Regions from separate parts of the Mus musculus genome. Here regions 1 and 3 are each linked to region 2. Evidence: chromatin contacts called from public Hi-C data. All regions are on one chromosome and are shown on one strand. Each heading gives the region's core, a stretch centred on a gene start, on an enhancer-like site or on the middle of the called end of the contact. The rest is flanking DNA. Distances are from core to core; before and after follow the strand shown. Region 1 overlaps Dlc1 (deleted in liver cancer 1). Region 2 has its middle 95 kb from the start of Trmt9b. Region 3 overlaps Dlc1 (deleted in liver cancer 1).

The links. Hi-C and Micro-C count contacts between places; a contact is called where the count stands out from the background.
Region 1: a contact with region 2 is called in a Hi-C map of liver, with 3 times the contacts expected there. The contact joins two enhancer-like sites. A contact is called at or near these places in 2 of 484 Hi-C or Micro-C datasets (cerebral cortex and liver).
Region 3: a Hi-C map of liver shows a contact between it and region 2, with 4 times the contacts expected there. The contact joins two enhancer-like sites. A contact is called at or near these places in 1 of 484 Hi-C or Micro-C datasets (liver) and 1 of 115 datasets of contacts at active chromatin or transcription factors (embryonic stem cells).

Annotation. Positions count from the first base shown.
Region 1 is chr8:36,666,391-36,670,259 of GRCm38.p6, reverse strand. The region is part of intron 5 of Dlc1 (deleted in liver cancer 1); the gene reads left to right. Among named protein-coding and RNA genes, the nearest start is that of Trmt9b, 210 kb to the right of the region's middle. Within about 2 kb of position 1,424, at least 15 of the 459 cell types and tissues checked have an H3K27ac peak or open chromatin away from gene starts, as enhancers often do. A contact at or near this core is called in liver, where this site is marked.
Region 2 is chr8:36,361,394-36,365,430 of GRCm38.p6, reverse strand. No RefSeq gene overlaps it. Among named protein-coding and RNA genes, the nearest start is that of Trmt9b, 95 kb to the left of the region's middle. Within about 2 kb of position 1,885, at least 13 of the 459 cell types and tissues checked have an H3K27ac peak or open chromatin away from gene starts, as enhancers often do. A contact at or near this core is called in liver, where this site is marked.
Region 3 is chr8:36,725,455-36,729,403 of GRCm38.p6, reverse strand. The region is part of intron 5 of Dlc1 (deleted in liver cancer 1); the gene reads left to right. Among named protein-coding and RNA genes, the nearest start is that of Dlc1, 230 kb to the left of the region's middle. Within about 2 kb of position 1,588, at least 58 of the 459 cell types and tissues checked have an H3K27ac peak or open chromatin away from gene starts, as enhancers often do. A contact at or near this core is called in liver, where this site is marked.

The DNA.
Region 1 (3,869 bases), core at 175-2,674, 310 kb before region 2:
GAGGACAGGCATTTTGCCAAGTCTAGATAGACTGTCAGCACACCAACAATTCAGATTCAAGAGGAATCCCAGCCATGTCTTACTCTTCGTTGTCTCATCGTTTAGCTAAGCTTCAAGTAAGACGGTTTCTCTGTTAGTTGTCTCAGCTTGACTGTAAGGGAACTGAACCACACCTGCAAGCAATGGATGGCTGTAAAGCTCTTCTAGCTTGTCCAAGACTCAGTGTCCCCTAACAGACTTGGCTTCTCCTAAGTGCCCTGCGGGATGAGGCACATTCAATTTAGGTGTCGATCCACCAAGATTAAATGTTTGAAAAGCTTGGTTTTGTTCTTCTATCATCAAAACATCAAACATCAGAAAAATGGAAGCTAGTCATATTCTCTCCAGTGGACCATAATGCACAGTCACTGTTCACAGACCATACTTCCCAGGACCCCCTTGGCAACAGCCAGGTATGCCTGACTCACTATAAAAGGGGCTGCTTGCCCCCTCCACTCTCTCTTGCTCTTGCCTTCTTGCTCTCTCTCTCTCTGTGTCCTCTCCCCCCTTCCTCCTCTATCCCCATTTCCCTCCCCCTCTCTCTACATGTGCTCATGGTCAGCCTCTCCTTCTCTCTCTCCTCTCCTCTTCTCTTCTCTCTCTCTCTCTCTCTCTCTCTCTCTCTCTCTCTCTCTCTCTCTCTCCCCCCCCCGCCTTTATCTGTCTCTACTACCCTCTCAACTCCCCTCTCCATGCCCTGAATAAACTCTATTCTATATTATCCCTTGTGTGTCTGGGCTCTCAGGAGGAAGGGGTGCCTTGGCATGGGACCTCAGTGGCACCCCCTTCCCCACACCTCACCACACATCCACAAAACATATCCCCTCTCTCTTTGTCTTTTCATAAACACATCATCCCTACCTTAGAGTAAGTAGTAGATGTCCTCAAAAAGGTGAAGGATTGATACCAGCCTAAAACTGCAGACTGAAATTAACTTTAGTTTCCTGTCTAAAATTAGAATTTGCAATGCTTTTTTTTTTTTTTTTTTTTTTTTTTTTTTTTTGGTGGAGGGATTTGGGAGTTTTCTCCCCTCTGGCCTATGCCCACCCAGTCTTGCCATATGGGCTATAACCGTTTTGACGGAACATGTGATTACAAATGCCCCATTGCGAGACTGGCTGAATTCAGGCAGTATGATCAAGAAGGTGTTAAGAAACAAGCCAATTAGTTTGCATTTATAGTTACAGTGCAAAATACAAGACAGGTGCTTCTACCACTAACTGATTTGAAAAGCCTTCTCTCCACTTAGTCATCTGTAAAGGCAACAGAGGAATTTGACCACAAGCATTCTCATAAAAAAGTTTAAAAAACAGTCCTCTGGCTGAGTTAATAAAGGACTGGAACAGTTCAGAATTTCCAGCCAGAGTGTGACAGGTAATTGGTTGAGATCGGCAAAATACCGAGCGACTATTTAAAAAGAGGTCATGTTTTCAGATCATTAAAGCACAGTGTTTTATTTGCCAGTGATTTATTTTATTTGTAACATACCCTGCTCATAATGAAACTAAACACCCATGCCCTGAGCTCCATGAAATACTTTATTGCTTCTAAAACCTGTGAGCATACGTGTGTCTGTGTGTGTTTGGAATGTGTTAAAAAAAAAAAGTTAAAATTATTCCAAGATGGTGTATAATTATTTATTTCTAGGTTTAAAAAGTTGTTTGATTTTTTTTTCCTTAACTCTGGAATTTGAACTTTGCCTATCAGAGCTTATCAACAGAAAGCTAACGCTAACTCAAAAGTCTACAGGAAACAGTAGTGTGTTTAACCTTAACCTGGGTTTGAAGTCCTCGTTACCTTGACCTGCAAATAACTGAAAGTGAATGGATTTGGTAGACAACTACTCTTGTCAAGTCCAGGGCTGCCCCAGCTTCTGAATGGTTAGTGAGCACAGCCTGAAAGGCTTGCCCATCAATGGCTCCGGGTGGTATACCTCCGGGGATTCACTATGCCAAATGAGTCTTGGAACATCTCTCACCTGGTAGCGAGATTTTCCTTAATCGGAGACTTTGTCACTGAACATTTTTGTTTCCACAACAAAAATGACCCAATGCACATCAAAGATCCAAGAAGCACTAATGTTGTGGCTACATAAAGGGGTCCTACAGATGTCTCTCATAAGCAACAGCAACAGTGGAGGTGACTCTAAAGTGAGTCACCTTCTTCATGAAGAGATTAGACTGAAAATCAATCTAAACTACAAAGCTGCTTTCTTATCATGTTAATTCCTATCCATTTAATTTTGTTGGACCAAAAAAAAAAAATAATAATAATCCACTTCACTTAAGGAACAGGACAGAAGTCCTATCACAAAGCTATTTTGAAAGGAATTTCCTCTCTGTGCATAACTCTGAACCTTTGTCTTCAAAAGTTGGAGCCTGTGTTTATAGCTAAGTATGGAAAGAAGGGAAAGATATTCTTAGAATAAAACTGGCAAGAAGAGAAGATGGGACACCAATCAACTCTATCAAGCTGTGTTTGTACAGACTCAGCATGCTTCGCCTGGACACAGTCCTGGACACAGGTCTTGTCTCTTTCAATCTCTTCATGCTCCCTGACTATAGGATCTCTATTATTTATTTCCTTCTTTGCTGTTACAGAACACCTAAGAGAAGCACTTTAAAGGGAGGTAGATGCATTCTGGCTCTTAGTGTTAGAGATTTCAGTCTATTGGGGAGGAAGGGGATGCTGGAGCAGCCCCATAGAGACAAACAGACAGAGGCAGAAAGTCTTGGAGAAGCAGGGAGAAAAGGAGGAGAAGGGACAGGGGTGGGGGGAGAGAGGAGGAGGGAAGGAGACATAGGAGAAGAGAGAGGAAAGTGAGCAGAGGCAAGAGGTAATAGAGAGGAGGGGAAGGGAGGGGAGGGGAGAAGACTAGTAGAACGGTACAGCCTAAAGCCTTGCCCTCAGCTACCTACCTATTTCCTTCAGCAAACCCAGCTACCAAAGTTTCCAAAACTTCCCAAAATATCACTGGCAGCCAAAGATCAAACCTTTGATACATAAGCCTTTGGGAAGCCTGTTATGTTTTATAAAAAGAGAACCAGGATATGTTTTTCAGTGCATGGTATGGTGAGGTGAGAGGAGTGACTCAATGGGCCCATGCTGAGGGGAACCCTGAGGTATGGAATAGAATTATAGAGAATAGGGTGTAGTATAGAATAGACTTTATTTGGGACATGGGAAGGGGAGTTGAGAAGGGAATAGAGGCAGAGAAAGAGATGGGGCAGAGAGAACAAGGAGGGATCAAACAGCCCCTTTTACAGCAAGCCAGGGCTACCTGACTGTTGCCAGGTAACTGTTCAGTGGAGCCTAGAAGGAGCTCTAAGAAGCTGCTTCTGCCAATGTTTCCTCCTGAGAAGGCCTGGCTTAGAAATGCTGTCTCAGCAGAGCCCAAGGACAATGGTAGGGACCCAGACACTTGGCACATTTGCCCCCTTTCCGTAGTTCTGACATCCAGCTGAAATTCTCTGTTCATCATTCTCGCTGAACTGTAGTCATAGTGATTCAGAGAAAAGAAATCATCACAATCAATTGTTGAGAAAAAAAGAATACTATGCCTTGTAATTATTGACATTTGGTATGAGTTCTCTCTAATACCGTACAAGTTAAAATAAAGACCTTTACAAACAATTAAGTAGTTTAGAGTAAGTGAACGCAGCTTATATGCTACAGAGTCAGCCTTATTTTAAATATAAGGAAGGGCAAGCGGAGACATGGTGTGCGAAGTGACTGTTCCAAAGGAGCCCCCCTATGAACTGATGTTTCTGGAAAGTTAAAATCTCTACCTCTCCTTGAAAAAGAGGGCAAGGAAATGCACCAAGAGCTTC
Region 2 (4,037 bases), core at 636-3,135:
TTAATGACTAGTTCATTTTGTATGTTAGGTGTAAAAGCAAATGTGCCCCAACACACGTACACGTACACGTACACACACACACAGAGTTAATAGAACAATGTATGAGATGATATCTTGACCTCTATTACATACATGAGTGGTTATGTTACATAACATGTAGTTCTGAATGGCCCTGAGGTTATGAACTATTCTTGATAGCAGAGTTCAGTATCACTTTCCTGATACTAATCTCAAACAGAAAGTGGACCAAAATGTTCATGATGCCTTAGGAAATGCATACTGTCAGTTCCAGGACCGAGTCTTTGACAGAATGCATTGGATTTTCTTAGTGGATTTTCCACAACTGAAACAATGAATCTGATTTCTCATGCAGCCTGCCATCTGTTTAAGACCTACGAGACAAATCTTTCTCTCTGCAAAAAAAAATGCTAGGCTGAACAATCATACCAAGTAAGGAAGACACACACAATGTAGAATCCTTTGTGGGGACTCTGAGATGAATGAGTTCTTCTGAATGCTGTCAAATTGCAGTGAATCCCATTGCAAACTTCACCAGCTCCATTCTAGAGACAAATGTGCCAGGAGCTTAACTTTAAAAGAAGCTTACAAACTTTTAATAGCCTGCCACCAGAGGCAGCTGGATCTGAATCAAAGCTGACTTTCCAGTTTGCATTAACTCCTGGGCCAGCTCCTGGATGACACGCAACTAAAATTTGTCTTGAACACGTCTTCTCACTTCCCACGAAATAACTCAGTATTTTATACCTGCCAGCTTTTTCAGAAAGTACCTAATATTGAATCAGTGAGTCACAGCACATGGTAATATCATTCCATAAATAAAGGCAATCTGGAAGTAAGGCTGCGTCGGATACTTACTAAAAAAAAAAAAAAAAACCAACATAGAGAAACAGAAATGTGCCTGAAAATGCATAGACCACAGGGACCACCTGACCTAGATATCACAGAGAGAGAAGGCTCATGTAGAGAACGCTTAGTTCACAATAGCAGCACGTGGCCGATAAGTGGGGATCAATTAAGATATCTGATGGGTTGGCTGTGCTTCAGCCTGTGTGACAAGATCAACTTCCACCTAGGAAGAGCAGACCCACGATCAGACAAGCAACCACTTCATCCTGGCAGCTGGAGTCCATATCAAAGTGGCCCCTGGGTGGGGTAGCATTAAAGAGGCAGCCAGTCACGGAGGCAGGATCCCCACCAGAAAGATGAAGATTGATGAGGTCATCACATGAGGGTTGGCAGCAAGGGGTCCAGGTTGGCAAATTGAGGGGGAGACTCAGAGAAGTCCTTTCTGGAACCCATAAGAGGAGAATCTCTAAATAGTCTGAGAAATAAGTGGGAGAAGTTTTGGGGGGTTGGGGAGTGTCAGGTTCTTAGCAATTAGCCACTGCGTGGGAGTGTTGAGCTCACAAAAGTGCCAGGCTGGTTAGAGACTGCCTGGAGAGGGCATTTCTGTGTTCGATGCCCAAGCTGATGGAGTCCTTTAAAAACTAAACGCTATGCAACAAAAAGTGTTGGCTATATTGGTCACATTGACTGTTATCTGTTTTATTTAGCACCCCCACCCCACCCCAAACACACATTTTCTGGAACAAAGATCCAGTCTTCTGAAAGATAATGTATGGCAAACACAGTATGGTACCCAGAGGTCACTGGGAGTAGTGAACATACAGACTTGTCCCTAAGAGCAAACCGATGAGACATCTGCGTACGCAGGAGTCTGATTTGAACAGTGTGAATGCTTGTCAGAAGTTGCTTGTGGGGAGCTCTACAAATATTTAAAAATAAAGCCAACAAGTTCTAGATGAGAAATCGCGGGCCCATATGTCTGAGGGCAGGAACTCGCACATTGAACTCTGGCAGAACCATTCGCTTGCACAAAAGGCCACCATAACCTTGCCCAGAAAACACTGACGCGAGGAAATCTGCCCAGCAACTGCCTGCTTAACCTTGGACTGATGCCACTATTGTTATTGATCCTCCTTACCAAGGGTAATTGCTTCAAAACAACTTATGTAAGCCTTTCCATTTTGCCTTAAAAGCCCTCGTCTCTCTTTGTATCCCTAACTCTGTACATCGTTTATTATGGCACACAACTCCCGGAAATGATAGCTTTATTGTTTTGGGTGAATCTTCCTTCATTTGTTACTTTAGGTTGACGATAGCAACAGAAGCATTTATTTCATAATGGGGCGCTTCAAATGCCGCCTGTGCATTTAACATTAGACAACTGCAATGTGTGACTTTTAGGTGTTCAGCTAGCTGCGTGATTCTGAACTATTTATGAGTGAAATAATTAGGATTCTGATATTTGAGTCGATATAAGAATTGTTCAGAATAGACTGAGCAGGTGTGTTCGTTAGCTTTCTACCACTGTAATAATGCACAAGGTATTCATCTTAGACAGGAAAAGGTCTATGCTGCCTCAGAGTTTTAGGGGGTCTAATCAGGCAGACTAGCTGTTTCCGGGTTTCCAGTGAGAATTCCCGTGACAGTGGTAGGGAGCATGGGACACAGCTGCTCCGCTTATTACATGAAGGCAGAGTGAGAAGAGAGTCAGGGTTCTGTGATCCCCTGTAGAGTGGTCTCCCAATGACCTAAGGATACCTTCCTTAGGTTCCGTTTTTTTTTTAAGAGTTCTCCACCTAATAGTACCTTCTTGGGGACTAAATATGCAAACCATGGGTCTTTGGAGGACATTAGAGAGTATGCACAACAAAACAATGCTGCCACAAGATAACGGCTGGAAGAGTTTGATAATACTATTTTCTGTACATCTGTGAATGTTAATTATTTTCACAATTATGAACAGGAATGAAAGTACGAATCATTGACGTTTCCCCCTGGAAACAGAGCAAAAGAGGCTGTTTTCTCCCACACTGCTCTGCTCACAGTGGCCAACAGCCCTCTTCTCTACAGAAAAGTAGTTTCCCCACTAGAGTAGACGTGTCTATTGTGAATGGGAGGCATCCTGTAGGCAGGAGAGACTGTGGATGGGAAATAAGGGTAGGGTGATTACACAAACCCACAGAGGTGTTACACACCAATGGGAGGCTGTTGTTACACACCAATGGGAGGCTGTTGGTCATATAGGTAGCATCCACTTGTTTACATGGAGAAATGTATATGTACGTATATATGATCATAGAAATGATGTATTGCATTTAATATATTTAACAAGTGTTGGTACTGCATTTAAATGTGTATTCCATCTGGGCTTTATTTTAGAGCAGGGAAGAAGTATATAATTTCCTTCCCCAAATCATGAGCCTGTCACATTGACTGAACAAGTCACAGTTTGCCCCACAGCGCGGTAAGTCATGCTAATCGAATCCCACCTCCTAAGGTCTGCTCAGCCTAGTCGATTCTTTGGGTCTGCATATTTTAGCACCTATGTCACTGTGCAAACGATGCTGGCATGGAATGTGATACAGAAATCGGAAAGTTCAACTTCCCTCTTATAAAAATCATTTCAGTTTCGTTTGCATTTTAAATTCCTTCCTACTACTTTGCATTTTCAGATAAAATCTAAAATAACCTTGCCAACTTTCTTACCGAATGAATTTTAAATTATACTTTTATTACATTCATATATTCTTTAGGTGGGATTTAAAGAACCCTGAACATGCGAATGGGTTTTCTGAAAATTACACTTTATGTATTATAAAAATCCTCTATCAGAGAATATAAAATGCATGGTACATTTGATTTTCTTTTAAGAAGCTAAGATCCTACCTTCTAAAATTCTTAGTTCTTTGCTTAATGTTTCTTCTAGAATATATCAAGGTAAGTCTTTACTTCCAGGATTTTGGGCAATGTAGATCCTGAACACATAACTGTCTTTGAATACTCTTTATTTCTAGTGTATGTTTGAGTTTCTGATGAATACTGTATTTTTAGCTTTTGAATCTAGCTGAATGTCAGAGCACTACCTAGTGCCCACGTTTGGAAGTTGGGCTCCCCCTGCTGGTTGGTTTAATAACTTTCTCCCCCTCTCAGGGCCCTTTAAAATGAAATTC
Region 3 (3,949 bases), core at 339-2,838, 360 kb before region 2:
TGCATTTTATTCCCCAAAGCCATTTGCCTCCTAAGTGTTCCACACAAGGCTCCTTGGCCTGATGTTAAGATGGTATTCAGATAAAGCCTATGGCTCACTTCTCAGAATATTTACAAATGTGTGAATAAAATAGTAGAAAATTGTGAAGAAAGCCAATTATTGTGAAACATATCTATAGAAATGTTCAGATCACAAAATGGTGATGTAGTAGCTTAATATGAACTAATTATATGATGATTTTAAAATATAGGAACTTAGGTATACAGTTTTTAAAGACCCCAGGGCACGGACTGCTCTGTCCGTGCTAGACTAAGAATTACCCTGTGTGCTGACCTGGTCTAATCTTATCTCTTATCTCTTTGTCACTAACCAGCATAAATAGAAAAACCTAAGAAGCAATGGCTATTGCTAGGTCACCAGCATAGAGCCTGCAACTTTACTGTTAGGTAAGAGAATGACAGTAATGCACAGAGGTGCCCCGGAGTTGGTCACCGAGGTCATAGGAACGTCAGTGGGCAGAAGAATGCCAGCTATGTGTAATCAACAGTGAGCTGCGATCCACAGACCTGCAGAGTAGGGGTGAATAGAGATGTTTTGTGATATATATACAAAAGTGCAGTGTGACATGGAAAAGCACGGTTTTCATTGGCGACACAGTCCCAGGGACATCTAGTAGCTATAGGAGGGAGGCCACCTCATCTATATTGATTATTGTGGAAACTGCTAAAGGGAGCTTAAGACACTCTTAAGCTTGAGTGTATGAGTTCCTACACTGTCCACACACTGTAAACTGCAAGTCTCTGGTGCTTACTCTGGTCTTCAAATGTTGCCAGTAGCTTTTGCTGTGCACCAGCTCTTGACCCAGTGAGGTACCAAGGGTTGTAGTTCCCATGAAGAGCACCCATAAACACCAGCTCCTATCATTGCAATGCCAAGTTCTCATAGAGAGCTGACACAATTCCACAAACCAGACAACTCTAAAGAAAAATAAAATAGACTAAAATTGAAGGTTAAAAAGTTATTAAAAAAAAAGATTGAAAGTAAGATAAATCCAGACTCTGCCTATGTAGTAACTTTCTTCAGCACAGAAACAGAAATTGATAAATTAAAAGGAAATTAGTCATACTCTTTTAAAAGATTTAATAAAGTGAAATAAACACACAGTATAAGCCGTATGCATTGGGGGAAAGGAATGTAATGCCTCTATTAAAGACATACTATCTTGATCGCTAAGGGAGAGTGGAATCTAAATGTCTCAAATACTGAGACACAAGGCAGGGCGCTATTTCCAAAGCTAAGCACCTTAGGAAGAAAAGAGGGTAAGCGACTATAAAGTGAGAAAGTTTAGACAAATCACAATCTAGATGAGCTTCGGCTGACATAAAGCAAACCATTTAAGGATATGCATCGAACCAGATCTCTGGGATATTGTATTGTATGTTTACTCTCTTATGTCTTCTGGGAAATAGATATCTGTGTTTCAAATGACCGGGTCTGTAATAAGCCAGCAACGTTAAGTGTCTGGCCTGCTTTGCAGGATACTTGCTCTCAAGGATGCTGGCACCACTCCAACGAAGGGCAACCACAAACATTGACTCTGTGAACTGCTTTGTGCTCCCTGCGTTCACAGCGAAAAGCAAGTAAGGGCACATGGAATGCCTTTTAACCAGGAGTGAGGTATGCCTGCAAATATGCAGTAAACAGAGACAGCTTCACTCTAGATTTTTAAAGGGAGACAGCCATGGGGGATGCTTGTGATGTGAGTGAGCGTATAGCTGCAGAGTTTACTGTCTTTGATAAGGAGAGAATGAGTCAGTGAGTGTCACGGCCATCTTTGAGGAGAAAGGATGAGACATAGAGAGACTGAGATTGCAGCTGGGCCTCAGCCTGCCTGAGACTAGATAGGCAACCTCTGCACATGGTTTATTACATAGAGGTGAATGTGGAGAAGGATTTAGCTAGTCTCGGGGGGGGGTGAGCCTCAGACTAAAGTTATCCTAGAGAAGATGCTGTGCTTGATCGTTCCTGCACACACACTCAACACTGACACCCGGACCAGAGGAAGGCTTTGCCTTTTGTAGGTCTGAGGCTTCGGGGTCCTTGTTATAGCTGTCTTCATTATCAACAATACACATTCACTAAGGACTTCATCCACTCCTGACCCAGTCACTCACCACGTCCTCTACTCCACAGCCCAGCATAAATACAAAAGTTAAATAATTCCAGTTTGAGCTGCTCTAAGGATCCTTTTCAGGCCAGAGCCCTTCATGAGCAGAACTTAGCCTATAGAGAAGAATAAATATGAGATCTATCGGGTTCATCCATGGAACCCAGAGAAATCCTCTCTACAGTTCCAGGTCAGGCCTAGTAGTATATCTCTCCTAGTAACTGGCATTTCTCCTCTTTGTAGAACAAAAATACTTACTTCCCAGATGCTAGGTCATATCTTTAATCCTCTCCCCCCCCCTCTCTCTTTCTGTTTAATGAGATGTTGGCCTCTTTTCCAAGTTAAGTGAACAGAATGTCAACTACATCATCACCTAAAACAGGAGGCTCCTGGCTGGTTTAGAAATCAGAATGAACTAAAATTAGAAGTTATGCTTTTAATATTTCAGTTTGCATACACAATTACGTTCAGGCTTCAGCACATAGGAGCAGGACTGAAGCGGTTTGTTTTGAGGGATTTGGGATTTGGGGGCGCACGGGACTTCTAAAAGTCCAAAGTGGAAGGCAAGATACTTTTTTTTTCCATTTTTGCCCAGTAATAACTTCCAAAGTACATTTATGATTTGAGTTTTTTAAGAGAAAAGAAAAAGAGTGCTAAATATATTATACTTAAAACATGGCATTATTTTGCTTAGTCCTTTCTAGGTGTGGTGTTTGGCTTCTTGATTCTATAGTTGTCAACTTGACGAAATCTAGAGTCACTGAGGAAGAGTCTCAATGAGGGATTATAAACATTGGGTTGGACTGTGAGGCTGTCTTAATTAGGTAACCTATGTGGACATTCTGTCCTGCTGTGAGTAGCGCCATTCCCTAGGCAGAGGGTCCTGAACTAAGGGTGGAGAATTTGAGCAAGCATGAACAAATGAACACGTGTCCATTTTTTCTCTTTGATAGTGACTATGGAGGTGATATGATTAGCTATTTGTAGTTCCTGACTTCACTTTATTACAATTATTGATCTGAGTAGTCTGACTACAAGTTATCTATTCAGTGCAGGTATTCCTGTTATCAATGCAAAAATTACCAAAGGATAGAGGAATTTTTGCTGATATTACTGTCATGAATTTTCCCAATTAAGACATATCTTGATGCTGAAAAGTTGTTCAAATGTTGTGTCTTACTTTATATTAGAGACAATTTTACTCGTGTATTCCAAGCAATGTTATTAATTAATATTTCTCAATATCACTTTGTAGATAGGGTAAAGGATGCAAATAACAGAAAATAATGCCATCTTCCTGGTGAGTTATTGGCTATTAATGGATGCCTGGGGGAAGGAACATTGTCTTCACCCACTGGCGAGCACGCTAGGCTCCAATGGATTGGTCCACACCTATGATCATGCACGCAGCCCTTTATAAAAATTGTAGGTCAAAACAAATACAGAAGGCGCGTGAACATGGGAAAGACATTTCTAGGGAGGTGGAAGAATGGGAAGGGGTGGGAGAGAGAACCAAGGGGGTGGAAGGAGAGAAATCAGAATGTACTCCATGGGTGTGTGAAGTTGTCAGTAGATAAGTTTCAAAAAGAAAATAGCAAGTTGTAAGTCTGAACATATCATGGTCAAGTAATGGGTATAAGAACTAGATAATGGGTATTCACGACACAGTATATGGTCAAGAGGATATTGATCATATACTCCATATTCAAGAGGACACTGAGAATACACTGTACTCTCAAGAGGAGATGGAACATACACGATATAGTCAAGAAGACAGTGATC